Regions from separate parts of the Sus scrofa genome. Here region 1 is linked to region 2. A link is a contact called in public Hi-C data. All regions are on one chromosome and are shown on one strand. The core of a region is the stretch at or near the end of the contact, and the rest is flanking DNA. Distances in the headings are between cores, read along the strand shown.

Region 1 (3,000 bases), core at 450-2,949, 200 kb before region 2:
CCATGACCAATGGTGTAGGTCGCAGACTCGGCTTGGATCCTGAGTTGCTGTGGCTGTGGCTGTGGCTGTGGCGTAGGCTGGTGGCTACAGCTCCGATTCAACCCCTAGCCTGGGAGCCTCCATATGCTACGGAAGCGGCCCTAGAAATGGCAAAAAGACAAAAAAAAAAAAAAAAAAAAAAAGAACTAAAGATATTAATTTGGGAGGTCTGGTCATCTGGTAGATGACTTTGTCTAGTGGAGGCACTTTTCCTTTCTTTTTTTTTAAGGAAAGTTGATCCCTAGGAAGGTCTAAATAAAAAGTGTTGGTTAGTTCAAATCTATTATTTTTCGGAGTTCCCGTCGTGGCGCAGTGGTTAACGAATCCGACTAGAAACCATGAGGTTGCGGGTTCGGTCCCTGCCCTTGCTCAGTGGGTTAACGATCCGGCGTTGCCATGAGATCCCGAGTTGCTGTGGCTCTGGCGTAGGCCGGTGGCTACAGCTCTGATTCAACCCCTAGCCTGGGAACCTCCATATGCCGCGGGAGCGGCCCAAGAAATAGCAACAACAACAACAAAAATCTATTATTTTCATTATTTAATTTATAGGATTACCCACTTTTATGCCACGAAACTCCAGTAGTAAGGGATTTCAGATAATGGAAAGCTCAGATCTTTGCTAAATAGATTGATTGGATAGATAGTCAAAATATTTCAAAAATTTTATATCTTGATCCAGTTACCTATAAAATAATCTGGCATATTGTGTGCTTAAGCACTTTGAAGAGTATTCATCTAACTTTTCCTTGAACCACTGATTTTCTGTCATAGCATAGAGACTGTTTAGGGAAACAGTGAGCTTTAAAAATAAACCTGATTTTTAATTAAAAGGACACTATTCCTTTTTTTATTACAGCTGCATTATAAAATTAGTATCCATACCGCGTCTGAAATTCAAACGTCTTTGTCTTGTCTTTCTTGTACCTAGTATACCGTTACAAAAGAAATATCACTTCAGTTAGGATTTTTTTCCTCCTTTTTTTTTTAAACTTTAGTATAGTTGATTTCCAATGTTCTGTCAATTCCTGCTATAATGACCCAGTTATACATACATACATACATTGTTTTTCTCACTTTATCCTCCATCGTGTTCCATCACAAGTGATTGGATATAGTTCCCTGAAGTTAAAATTTAATTGCTAAGATTTTTGAAAAGAAATACAGATGTGTTCTTCACACTTGTCCTAACCACTGAGCTTTGTGAGGCGTCAAGTTGCTCAAACTGTGCTACAAGGAAGCCCTTTACTGCTCAAAAGGCCAGGGACCGAAACGGAGTACTGCACAACTCTTCATCACCCCTGGTTTGGCTTCCAAATGTGGCTTTCCTATCATCCCAAAGCGGGAGCCGCTCCTCGCTCCACTAGAGCCAGTCTGTTCCCCCTCAAAAGCAGCCGGGGTTTCCTCGTCTGAGCTTTGGGCGCCCCTCCTTCTGTCCAAGGTTCCCGTGGAAGAGCCACGCGGGCGCAGGGCCCCGGGAGTCCCCATTGTCCAGCCAGGGAGACCCAGTCTCCCCTAGAGGAACTCCTGCACTGGAGTCGGGCCGGACAGGTTGACCAAAGGTCCCCGGGTCTCCGCGCCGCTCCCCTCCCCCGTCGCCCCATTGTCTGTCTCGCCCCGCCCCGGGGGACACGTGCGCCTGCAGCTTCCCGAGCTAGGAGAGCGCGGGGCGGCGGCGGCGTGGACACCGCCTGGAACGGCTACGCGGCCGCCGCGCCGGGGGTGGGGGCCGGGCGCGCACGGACCGGTGGGTATCCTATGGGGAACTGCGGTCGCATCCCGTGCCCCCTGCCCCGGTTCCCGGCCGGCCCGGGACGGGGCGGGGGGTGGGGCAAGCGGGAGCTCGATGGGGGTGGCGTGCGCGTGGTGCCGCGATGGGGGTGGGGTGGGGCGGGGTGGGGAGATGCCTGTCTCCTGACAAAGGAGAACGAGTGGGACATGCTGAGCCGGCCCGCCCCGCCCCGCCCGGAGGGGAGCGGGAGGGGGAGTGTCGGGAGGGAAGGGGCGGGCCTTTCATTCACTCCCGGCCCCTCCGCCGCCGGAGCGGAAGGGCGGGGTCTCGCGCCCCCCCGCCCCCCCGGGTGGTGAAGAGCGAGGGAGGTGGTGGGGCGTGAGGGCGGAGCCCGAGGGCGCGCATCCTGAAGCGCAGGCTACGTCGTCACGTCAGCGCGGGAGAGAGAAAGAGAGGAGCCTACTCGGCAGGGCCTGGGGAACGGGGTTGTGAGAGCGAGGGAGGGAGCAAGCGAGCGTGCGAGCGTGGAGGGGAAGGGCGGCCACTCGTGCTTGAGCGGCTGCGGACGGCAGTGGGGGAGAAGAGCAGGGAGGGCAAGAAGCAAGGCCTAGAGAAGAAGGCGGACAGAGGCTTGTGGTGGTGGAAGAAGGAGAAGGAGGAGCTGGAGGAGGGCAGGGGCTGAGGGAGTGAGTGAGAGAAGCGGACGCGCGAGGGAGGGGAGGGGAGGGAAGGGGGGGTCACGCGGAGGCGCGCGCGCGCACCGGGAGCGCGCTCGGAGGCGAGTGGAACTGGATCGGGTTTGCTGCCAGCGGCGTGAGCTTCGGCCGCCATTTTACAACAGCTCCACTCGCGCCGGACACAGGGAGCAGCGAGCACACGTTGCCCGCAACCGGATCTCCTCGGACAGGATTCCTCCGCCGCAGCCCAACGGGGAGGTAACGACCGCCGGGACCCGGGTCTGGGGGGGAGCTCCGTGACATTGTGGAGTGAGCTGGGGGAGGGCGGTGCGGGGAGAAACCGGCTTTTCTGGAAAATGGATTCCAAGGGAGAGAGGAGCACGTTGACTGGGTTGCTTGGGAGTAGGCCGCGGTCCGCGCCGCCACTTCCTCCTCCCCTCCATGTGCTGCCGCCGTTCGGGCTTTGTCTGCGGCGCTCCTGGGAGGAGGCGGCCCCGTGGCCCGCGCGGACCGCGAGTGGCGGCGGAGTTGGTGCTGTCGTGGCCGTCGCCGCGG
Region 2 (3,260 bases), core at 690-3,189:
GACAAAACATCAGGCAGGTGGAGCTGTGGAGATAAGAATGCTCAGAGGCCACACACAGAATTCTTGAGACCCACAATTCCTCTGTGGAATCCAGATGCTGATGAGGTCCCCAGATAAACTCCTGGGGTTCAGGGGTCCCTTTGAACTGCTGCTGCTTTGAGCATCCCTGATGACCTTGACACCAACAATCAGAACGGAGAGGCGCTCTCTGCCCACCTCATCTCTCTACAATGAGCATTCTTGGAAAAGTACCTCCACTAAACAACTCTACCCTCTTATCATCTTTTTCTGTCCTCTTCTCTCCAAGTTTCCAGGGGAAAAATTACAGGACTGTGCTTTGCTAACCTCTGCGCTTTTCTGATACAAAGTGTGCCCTCTGTGTCCCAGCTTGGAATTCACAGATTTCCCTGGACCCTTCCTCTGTTCTTCCTCTTCTAAAGCTCCTAGGAGTTCTTGCCCAAGTTTCTCCACAAATTTTTTTTACTCTAGGATTTTATACAGGGTTGAACTTGGGTGGTGGCTTGATTTAAGAGATCATACTTATTTATTCCTGTGTAACTCCTCTCTGCTCCTTTTCTAGAATTTAGTCCAACAAATAAGGCATCGCCTTTAACAGAGCACTGGGGAACATGGACTTAAACTTTGGCACATGTTTTAAGAGCCTCTCCTCTCTTAAGTTAGACTCTCTAAAAAAAAACCCTGGAAACTGGTTTTATTGAAGTGCTTTCCAGTGTTTTCAGCATTTTGGTCCTCTCTGGAAGTTGCTTTCTTTCTGTTTGTAAATCTATACAGTAGTGTCAGTAATAGTGAGAACTAACATTTAAAGAGGTCATACAATGTGCCAGGCAAGCCTCAGAAATAGATATTATTATTCCTGTTTTATAGAGGCAGGAACTGAGGCCAGAGAAAGTCCATAGCACACAGAAGGCGCCCAGCTGGGATTCTCCCCAAGGCTGCGAGCTTAACTATGCTTAAGCTCCGAGGTCAAAGGGATCTGGAGTTCATTCTTATCCTGTCTCCCCCTCCTGGAGCTGGTGACCTAAATAATGTACTCAACCTTTTTGACCCTGAGTTGTTTCCCTTCTAATTAAATCTCGTTAAAGCATTCTTCGAAAGACCAAGCAGTAAATGAGAGGTTTGTGATGGGTCTATCTTGGTCCTAGGCTTTGGAAAACTGGGGTACCATGCACCCCGGCTGAAACCCTTCATAAGCAGGCTCCTTATGAAGGGTCCGGCTCCTCGAAGTGCCCCATCTCATGGTGGGGGTCCCACGACATCAATCCACTTAGGACGTATCATCCAGGGGACTTCTATATCCCTGTCCACCTGGCACGCTGACCGGAGTCTCGCTTTCTACCCACATCGCTCTGCGTCTCGGGCCCAGGCTCGCCACCTGTGCCCCGGAGGCCTCCCTCCCCGTCCAGGGCTCCTCCCCGGGGACTCTGGAGCCTCCCGGGCTCGGCGTCTTACCATGGCATCGTAACCCAAGGCGTTCATGAAGTGCGCCACCTCGGCGCCCTTATACACGGTGAACCAGATGGTGCCCTGGTACTGGTCGCCGGCGTCGAGCAGCAGCACGTGGGGTTCCGCCCGGCGGATCTGGCGCACCTTGGTAGAAAGTCGCGCCACGCCGCCCACGCAGAGGCTAGCGTTGACGCACTTGCTCGAATCGGCGCTCGTCTGCTCCAGGCGGCTGTGCACGTCGTTGGTGTGCAGGATGGTGAGCTCCCAGGCGCCGGCAGCGGGCCACAGCAGAGCGCCCAGCGCCAGGAGCCGCAGGGCCGGGGCGCGTGCGGCTCGGGGGCACATGGCTGCGGCTGGTGGAGAGGACGCGAACGTGGGTGAGTGCGGGAGAGCCGGGCGGGTGGCGGCGAGCGCGGCGGGCGCGGGAGTTAGGCGCCCCGGCCGGCTGGCGGGCTGGCGGGCGGGGCGGGGCCGGGGCGGGCTCTCCTGCCTCCCGGAGGCAGGCCCCAAGGCCAGGCGCACGCCCGCGCGGTCACCCGATCCGACCCTGGCCGCGGGGCAGCCCGGGCGCGGCTCGCGGCTGGCACTCACTCGGGGCGGGAACAGTGGGGAGGTTGTTCCCGGCGGGGGCGGACACGGGCCACAGTCCCGGCCCGACCCGGGAGCCGGGGTTCCACTGAGGGTGGGCTGCTCTTCCCGGGGTGCGAGGGAGGAATTGGAGGGTCCACCCCGCTTCCAGGTCTTTGCTGACCCTCGCCTCTTAAGAATTTTTCTGAGGGGGGATGCGCTGCTTGTGTGGGCTGGTGGTGGCGCGAGCTCATCACTTGAAAGAACGAAAGAGGGAAGAACGAGGAGGTAGAAGGGGAGAGTAGCGAAACGAGGGAGAGGTGAGCTCTGTGCTTTGCGGAGCCAAAGACGGACCGCCAGATGAGACTGTTCGCTTTCCAGTTTAAGAACACACCAAGTCCGCGTTGTTTAGATGTAGAATCTCAGAAGCTGCAAGTCATTCGAATCCAGTCCCACATTTATGGATGAATATAACCATAGCGATAAAACAGCAGCAGTGCGTGGATAGCTAAAATGGACAGTGCGAAGTGAAACCAGTGCGGGTGCCTTCTGTTGCTTTTCTGGGCATTTTTTTCTCTTATTTTTGAGGTTTTAATATTTTAAGAATGGTGTGTGTGTGTGTGTGTGTATTAAACGCACAGCTTTTGGCAAGGAAGGCAATAACAGTAGGGATGCATGCAATAAACCATAATTATAGCCGAATTTAATCTTGCTGCAGAATTTGCCTCTGTTTAACGGATTGATTCCTAAGTGCAGTTGTTAATCTAATTGAGAAGGGAAGGAGATGGGAATTAGTTTGGAGCTCCTACTAGGAGTCTCCTTGTTTATGTTTTACAGAACAGAGTATGTAGTCTTTACACTTTTCCAAAATGCATCAGGCGAGTCCTGTTTTATTTTTTTTAAAGCTTGGGGGGGGCTAAATATACATGATATAATTTATCATTTTAACTATTTTAAGTGTACAGTTGAGTGGCATCAAGTACATTCACATTGTTGTGCAGCTGACTCAGAGAGACAGCAGTGAATGATGGCTTGAAGCAAGATCTCTGCTCAGGAATTGAATCTGGGCAGCCTGGGTGAAATCCAGGAATCCTAGCCATTAGACCAGCTAGAGGTTAGAATTGCCCTGATTCTTGCCCCCTGTTGAAAGCAAGAATGTTTCAAGGAGGCAAAGACTGCAAACAAGTATAAAGTTTGTTATTTTAGACACAGTACAAAATGTGGGAGAG

The links. Hi-C and Micro-C count contacts between places; a contact is called where the count stands out from the background.
Region 1: a Hi-C map of skeletal muscle shows a contact between it and region 2, with 8 times the contacts expected there. The contact joins the promoter of SYNCRIP here to the promoter of NT5E in region 2. A contact is called at or near these places in 2 of 47 Hi-C or Micro-C datasets (liver and skeletal muscle) and 1 of 2 datasets of contacts at active chromatin or transcription factors (skeletal muscle).

The regions. Positions count from the first base shown.
Region 1 is chr1:54,597,105-54,600,104 of Sscrofa11.1, reverse strand. SYNCRIP (heterogeneous nuclear ribonucleoprotein Q) reads left to right here and starts at 1,699. Exons shown (of 12, transcript XM_021089679.1): 1 at 1,699-1,783.
Region 2 is chr1:54,399,465-54,402,724 of Sscrofa11.1, reverse strand. NT5E (5'-nucleotidase) reads right to left here and starts at 1,939. Exons shown (of 9, transcript XM_001927095.4): 1 at 1,471-1,939. The coding sequence starts at 1,809. It overlaps LOC102157437 (a long non-coding RNA gene), which reads left to right and starts at 1,726. Exons shown (of 9, transcript XR_002343406.1): 1 at 1,726-1,841.